Linked DNA regions of Mus musculus: region 1 is linked to region 2. A link is a contact called in public Hi-C data. All regions are on one chromosome and are shown on one strand. Each heading gives the region's core, a stretch centred on a gene start, on an enhancer-like site or on the middle of the called end of the contact. The rest is flanking DNA. Distances are from core to core; before and after follow the strand shown.

Region 1 (3,736 bases), core at 806-3,305, 49 kb after region 2:
ATCTATATGTCTTAGTTAGGGGTTTACTGCTGTGAACAGATACCATGACCATGGCACCTCTTATAAAGGACAACATTTAATTGGGGTTGACTTACAGGTTCAGAGGTTCAGTCCATTATAATCAAGGTGGGAACATGGCAGCATCCAGGCAGGCATGGTTCAGGAGTTGCTGAGAGTTCTCCATCTTCATCTGAAGACTACTAGCAGAATACTGACTTCTAGGCAGCTAGGATGAGGGTCTTAAAGTTCATGTTCATAGTGACACACCTACTCCAACAGGGACACACCTACTCCAACAGGAACACACCTACTCCAACAGGGCCTTCTCCAACACCTTCTAATAGTGCCACTCCCTGGGGCACTATTATACTATACTTCCACTATAGTATTCATCGGGGCGTCTTAAAAGTGCTATTCACCATGTCCAAGATATGGAATCAGTCTAGGTGCCAATCAATGGAGAAATGGGTAAAGCCATGTGTGGTATCTATTTAAGATAGTGTTTTGCTGTGGATGGCTCTGTGCTGCTTGTATTTTATGTTAATTCTGCTCTCCTGGGAGAGGCTGCCTGGAATGAGGAATGAGTCTCAAGCTCAGGTGGCTTCTTGTGAACCAGTCTCCTAATGAATAAAGGAGCCAATCACTGGGCAAGTAGGAGGGACTTCTGGGTTGGATGGACAAAAATAGGTGGCAGGAGAGAGTTAGACCCTCTTTGGAATGGGACAGCAGACAGGTAAGATGTAGTTGCTAGAGTTTCTGGTATCATGGCAAATTTGCAAGGAATTGGATTTTTTAAAAAAAAAATGTATTTATTATTATAAATAAGTACAGTGTAGCTGTCTTCAGGTGCACCAGAAGAGGGCATCAGATCTCGTTACAGGTGGTTGTGAGCCACCATGTGGTTGCTGTGATTTTAACACTGAGCCTTCTGAAGAACAGTCAGTGCTCTTATCTCAGCCAGTAATTGGATTTTACTTTTTTTTTTTTTTTTTTTTTTTTTTTTAGTTTTTCGAGACAGGGTTTCTCTGTGTAGCCTTGGCTGTCCTGGAACTCACTCTGTAAACCAGGCTGGCTAGTTTACAAGATTAGGTTTTAGTTGTTGCACCCAGAGATTGAGTTACCATTGTTTCTGAACTGAGTTTGTGTTGCGTTTTCCTTCACTCGGTGGCTCATATGGGTTCAAGAAAGGTATGGTGGCAAAGCATGGGATTGCCAGATGTGCACCACAAAGGCATGGGGGATTTGAAGCACGGGGTTGGCGTGGTAGCAACTGCCAGTGGGAACCCGAGAGCTGGGTGGAGAGATTGTGGAGTTTTGAGTCAGTCTCCACAAGATAGAAACAGGCTGGCTGTTGCCCACCAGTGCATGGTCAGCCAGGCCGCTGGGGCAGAGGCACAAGAGTAGGAACGTGCCAGTTCATTTTTTAAATATTTCCTGCAACAGAGCTTTATTTAGGACAGACAAAATCATATCATTTGCACCAAAACGAATGGACTAGGTGAAAATCATCTTGTTAAACATAAAATCCCCAACTCAGAAAGGCAAATAGCTTGTGTGTTCCCCACAGATGGTGTTTGGTTTTTGAAAAAAGACATAAAAGGAGAAGAGACTATTTAGGGGGCCAGAGAGGGAACAGGAGGGGCAGTGGGTAAGCTTGATCAAGAAACATTGTGTCTGGGTGGAAATGTCACAATGAGACTTTTACTGTTTAGAAAGTAAAGAAGAGATACTCTTTTCAAATGAAAACCAGAGCCCAGTAGCTGAAGTTACTTTCTAGGTAACCTGTGATTGATTGCTGTCCATCAGTTTCCCCTTAACAATTTACACAATTAAGCATGGACTGTGAACAGAACCTTTTCTTCTACAAGAAATTCATGGTTTCATTTTCATGCTTTCTTGATTTATTGGAGTTCACTCTCATACACATGCAGACAGCCTCCAGTTTTTGTCTCTGGACTATTGCTTTAAGCTGGCTCCTCCCACATGCCATTGTTTAACTTTCCAGGAGATATTTAAGGAGCTGTAGCAATTTTCCTGGCGTTTATCCTGTGAAAACAGAAGTCTCAAGACCTGCGTGGTTGCATGAGTAACAAGCTATGAATTCTGTATCCCCACGTGTGGTACTAAACGATGGTCACTTCATCCCTGCACTGGGGTTTGGAACCACTGTGCCCGATAAGGTAAGAGTTGTGTCTTGGGCTTAAGAGTTTATAGGAGAAGAGATCAAGGATGTGCTTTTAGATTTGCTCCTGTTTGCTTCAGGCTCACATTAGACATCAGGTCTGCAGATTACAGCTATTCATGTGTAATAGAGGAGTCAGACTTGTTACTGTTCCTTGGAGACTTATCATGTGGACAATATTGTTTATTCTGGGCTCTGCTCTGTTTCTCCTTTAGTTTCAGTCTATTTTACAGTAAATGAAAACCAATCAGTACTACTGCTGTGCTTTGAATTGATTACAAAAGGATTAGTGACATGGATTTTTTTTTCTTTCTGTGCTTCAAATAACTATTCCTCTCAGAAGCCAGAAAACAAATTTGTAGTAGAACTTATTGGAGTTTATGACAAATGATCAGACAAAGAGCAGAGTCTGAGTCCACAGCACAAACTTCAGACCTGCACTGAAGTAGAATTTCTTTCCTACTTTCACTTTAGAAGCATTTACCTAAAAAGAAAATAGAACACTATTTTTGGGGTTAATTATAATTTAACAAAGCAACTCTAAATCCTTGCTCCATGATCCCATTCATGACATTTGAATCAAAATACAACAGGAGGTTTTCCTGGGGAAATGTTTTCATTCTGATCTCATCCTCTGGTTACTTACTCAGTGCGTGGCAAAGACTGGCACTGCAAGCTTAAGTCGCAATTTTCTCATGCAGAAGACATGATCATAGAGATACTTTGACCTCTTCTGATAAGAATTTTTACTTAGCATGCATGCTTGAAAGAGAGGTAAGGAGCAAAGATATCACAGCAGCTCTAGTTTCAGTAAATCTGTAGGAGTCAGTACAGTTTAGAGAAGGGCAGGGCTGCGTTGTGTAAACTGGAACTCAGTGTTTGAGCTCAGTGGTTAAGAGCACTGGCTCCTGTGGCAGAGGAACTAGGTTCAAGTCCTGGCACCCTCATGGTGGCTTACAACTGTCTGTAATTCCAGGTCCAGGAGATTCAAAATCCTCTTCTTGTCTCTGCTGACACCAGGCAACATAGACATGCAGGCTGGCAAAACACTTAAGATAAAATAGTGTTTTTAAATGGAAAACTAAATTATACTATTTTACGTAGATTGAATACATTAGAGAAAACAATTCCTGAAACATTTTGTCGGGCCTTTGATGAATTGAGTCTGATTGGTCCCTGGGCTCACAGGGCAGAAGAGAAAAGGTACACACAGGACTTCCTTAGATATTCAGATCACACACAAAAACATGCTCTCTCTCTCTCTCTCTCTCTCTCTCTCATGTGCATGTGCACAAATAACAAAAATAGAAAAATTAGAAAAATTTTATAACTCATCTTCATTCTTGTTATTGTCTTTGTTGGTAAGATGAATCAGATCCAGGTAGTATTTAAAGCAGACTCATTTTTGTTTTACTTTCCACAAGTCAAATTTCTTAAAGTTATGGAACATACATGTAAATTAGGCATATAGAACAATATCTAAGTACTGAATTTTTACTTTGAACTGAAAACAACAATTTCAACAACAAAAAGCGATGGTGAAGTTAAAACTGC
Region 2 (3,966 bases), core at 884-3,383:
CCTCTTTTTATTTTTGATTTTATTATTTTGAATATTCTCTCTAGGTTTGTCAATTGTTTCGATTTTCTCAAGAACCAGCTCTTTGTTTCATTAATTATTTGTATTGTTCTCTTTTCTATTTTATTGATTCCAGCCCTGAGCTTGATTATTTCTACTCCTTTTGGGTGTGATTTGTTCTATTATTTTTGAAGATACTATGAACTTTCCTCTTAGAACTGCTTTCATTGTGTCCCACAAGTTTGAGTATGCTGTGTATTCATTTCCATTAAATTCTAGGAGGTCTTTAAGTTCTTTCTTTATTTCTTCATTGACCCATTTTTTTTTTCATAGAGAGTTGTTCAGTTTCCATGAGTTTGTAAGCTTTCTGTTGTTGATATCCAGCTTTAACCCACAGTGATCTGATAGGATGCTGGGAATTATTTCAAAATTCTTGTATCTGTTGAGACTTGCTTTGTATCAGAGTAGGTGGTCAGTTTTGGAGAAAGTTTCATGAGGTACAGAGAAAAATGTTTATCCGTTGGTGTTTGAGTGAAATATCTGTAAACATCTGTTAGACACATTTGATATACAATGTCTGTTAACTCCAGTATTTCTCTGGTTTTTGTCTAGATGACTTGTTTATTGGTGAGAGTAGGGTGTTGAAATCTTGTCCTATCTGTGTGTGAGGGTCAATATGTGATTTAAGCTATAGTAGTGTTTCTTTTACAGAGGTGGGTGCCCTTGTGTTTAGGGAATAGATGTTAAAAATTGAAATTGTCATCTTGGTGAATTTTGTTTTCTTTGATGAGTATGTAGTATCTTTCCCTATCCATTTTGATTAGTTTTGGTTTGAAGTGAGATATTAAAATGGCTATACCAACTTGTTTCTTAGGTCCATTTGTTTTGAATATCATTTTTGAATCCTTTATCTTGAGATAATGTTTATCTTTGAGATTGAAGTGTGTTTCTTGAATGCAGCAAAATCACGAGTCCTGTTTCTGCATCCATTATCTTTGTCTGTGTCTTTTTATTGGGGGAATTGAGACCATTACTATTAAGACATTTCAATGACCAATGTGTTGATTACTCTTATTTTTATGGTGTGTGTATGCAGTATATCATTTTCTGTAGGACTGGATTTGTAGATACATAGAGTTTAAATTTTGTTTTATCATGGAATATCTTATTTTCTCCATGTATGGTGACTGAGAGTTTGGCTGAGTATAATAGTATTCTGGTCTGGGACCTGTGGTCTCTTAGAGTCTATAGCACATTTGTTAGGCCTTTCTAGTTTTAAAATCTCCACTGAGAGGTCAGATGTAATTCTAATAAGTATGCCTTTGGTGTTACTTGGTCCTTTCCCCTTGTAACTGCTAATATTATTTCTTTCTTTCTGTATGTTAAGTGTTTTGATTATTATATATAAAGGTACTTTCTTTCCTGGTCCAATCCATATGCATCTTATACTTTTATAGACATCTCCTTCTTTTGGTTAGGAATATTTTCTTCTATGACTTTGAAAATATTTTCTGGGCCTTTGAGCTGGGTTTCTTATTTTTGCTCTATTCTTACTATTCTTAGATTTGGTCTTTTCATACTGTGCCAGGTCTCCTGGATGTTTTGTGTCAGGAAATTTTTAGATTTAACATTTTCTTTGACCAATGTACCCATTTTTTCTATTGTATATTCAACACCTGAGATTGTTCCATTTCTTGTATTCTATTGGTGATGCTTGCCTCTGTAGTCCCTGTTCAAATTCCCAATTTTTAAATTTCCAGCATTGATTCTATATCCACATTCAGGTCTTGCACAGTTTTATTCTGTTCCTTGCATTGTTTGTCTTTTCCTGGGTTTCTTCAAGGGTCTATATTATCTTTATACAAGTTATTGTTAGGTCTTTTCCTTGGGTTTCAGCTATGTTTGAATATTAGGTGCCTGCTGAGGTAGGAAAGCTGGGCTCCAGTAGAGACGTACTGTCTTGATTGTTATTAATTGCGTTTTTATGCTGACATTTAGGTATCTGGGATTGGGAGTCTGGGCAATAAAAATCTAGTTTTTTTCTCTGTTCGGTGAGTGTTTTGATCTTTGGACTTTGGGAAAGTGTGTTGACTATGTGTGGCTTGCTAAACATTTTCTGTGGATCTGTTTTCCTGGCCTGTTTCGCTGGTGTGTTCCCAAGGTATGCCTGCTTGTGTTGTGAGGTTGGCATAATTGGGTGACTTTGGGGAGAAGATATTTGTTATTTATTGAGGGTGATGTCAGAGAGGAAATGGAGACTGCAGCAGGTTTTCTGCTACAGTTGGAGATGAGACTGAGGGGATCTGGAGGAGCAGCAGGAGAGGTGTGGTTCTGCCTATTTGTTGCCCTGCTCTATTGCTCTTTTTAATAATTGCATATTCTTTGGTAATTTCACACTTGTGTGCAATGTATTTAGATAGTATTCATCTCATACTTCCTCTGCAATGCTTCCCATGACCCACGCCCTACTTTTTTGTTTTTTTGAACTTCATGACTTCTTCCTTCTACTGTATGGGTTTCGTGGACTGAACTCAGATTGCCACTCTGGGTGGCAAGCTCATTTACTTGCTGAGCCATCTCCCTGGGCCAGTTCCATGGTTCTATATTAGGACCACTTTATTAGTGATGAGGATGAACCAGAATTCAGTATTCTGGTTACAACTGCTACGTGATAAGCAAATTCCTTCTTATGTGTTGTTGAGTCAGACACTGTTCAAAGCAGAAGTTTGAGCTTGGGCTATAACTTGGTTGGTAGAGTGTTTACCCAGCATGTATGAACATGGGGCTCAGTCTCCAGAACTATATAAACCTGTCATGGTGGTGGTATAAGCCTGTAATCCTAGCACTTGGGAGGTAAAGGGAGAAGGATCAGGTATTCAAGAGTGATTTTGAGGCCAGCCTGGTCTGTATGAGATTCTGTCTCAAAGCTAACCAATCAAGCCATCGTCATCAAATATCACAAAAGAAAACATCGAGTAATGTTATCCATCTGTGCAAGGGCTCTGACATATATGAGAGATGACTGTTGTTGAGCTTGTTGCACATCAGAGTCCTCTGTTTTGTTTTGGATGACAAAGCACCTGGAAGACAAGTACCACACAGTGCTTTGCATTTTTAGAAAGCCTCAGAGTAAGAAGCTCAGTAGAGCTGTTTTGCTCACAGCCTGCCCTGCTCATCTAGTGACTGACAAGGTGCTTAGAGATGGAGGGCATTCTAATTTTATCTGTAGTCATTGTCTGTGCCACCTGGGACAAAACACCCTGATTTGTCAGTGACATAGGCTTCAGTTTTCCTGTCTGTGACATAGGCTGGTGGGAGTAATAGTTCTTAAATGGTCAATACTTTTTTTTTTTTTAACAATTTTTTATTAGATATTTTCTTCAGTTGCCTTTCAAATGCTATCCCGAAAGTCCACTATACCCTCCCTGCAACCTGCTCCCCAACCCACCCACTCCCTCTTCCTGGACCTGGCATTCCCCTGTACTGGGGCATATAATCTTTGCAAGACCAAGGGCCTTTCCTTCCAATGATGGCTGACTAGGCCATCTTTTGCTATATATGCAGCTAGAGACATGAGCTCAGGGGGTACTGGTTAGTTCATATTGTAGTTCCTCCTACAGGGTTACAGACCCCTTCAGCTCCTTGGGTACTTTCTCTAGCTCCTCCATTGGAGGCCCTGTGTTCCATCCAATAGATGACTGTGAGCATCCACTTCTGTATTTGCCAGGCACTGGCATAGCCTCACAAGAGACAGCTATATCAGGGACATGTCAGCAAAATCTTGTTGGCATATGTAATAGTGTCTGAATTTGGTGGCTGATTATGGGATGGATTTCCTGGGTGGGGCAGTCTCTGGATGGTCCTTCCTTCTCTCTCAGCTCCAAACTTTGTCTCTGTAACTCCTTCGATGGGTATTTTGTTCCCAATTCTAAGGAGGGACGAAGTATCCACACTTTGGTCTTTCTTCTT

What was found. Hi-C and Micro-C count contacts between places; a contact is called where the count stands out from the background.
Region 1: a Hi-C map of liver shows a contact between it and region 2, with 2.9 times the contacts expected there. The contact joins the promoter of Akr1c14 here to the enhancer-like site in region 2. A contact is called at or near these places in 6 of 484 Hi-C or Micro-C datasets (liver, nephron progenitors and uterus), 1 of 115 datasets of contacts at active chromatin or transcription factors (liver) and 2 of 9 other capture datasets (adipose tissue and pancreatic islet).

What each region holds. Positions count from the first base shown.
Region 1 is chr13:4,057,536-4,061,271 of GRCm38.p6, forward strand. It overlaps Akr1c14 (aldo-keto reductase family 1, member C14), which reads left to right and starts at 2,056. Exons shown (of 9, transcript NM_134072.2): 1 at 2,056-2,180. The coding sequence starts at 2,097.
Region 2 is chr13:4,008,863-4,012,828 of GRCm38.p6, forward strand. No RefSeq gene overlaps it. Among named protein-coding and RNA genes, the nearest start is that of Akr1c14, 49 kb to the right of the region's middle. Within about 2 kb of position 2,134, at least 2 of the 459 cell types and tissues checked have an H3K27ac peak or open chromatin away from gene starts, as enhancers often do. A contact at or near this core is called in liver, where this site is marked.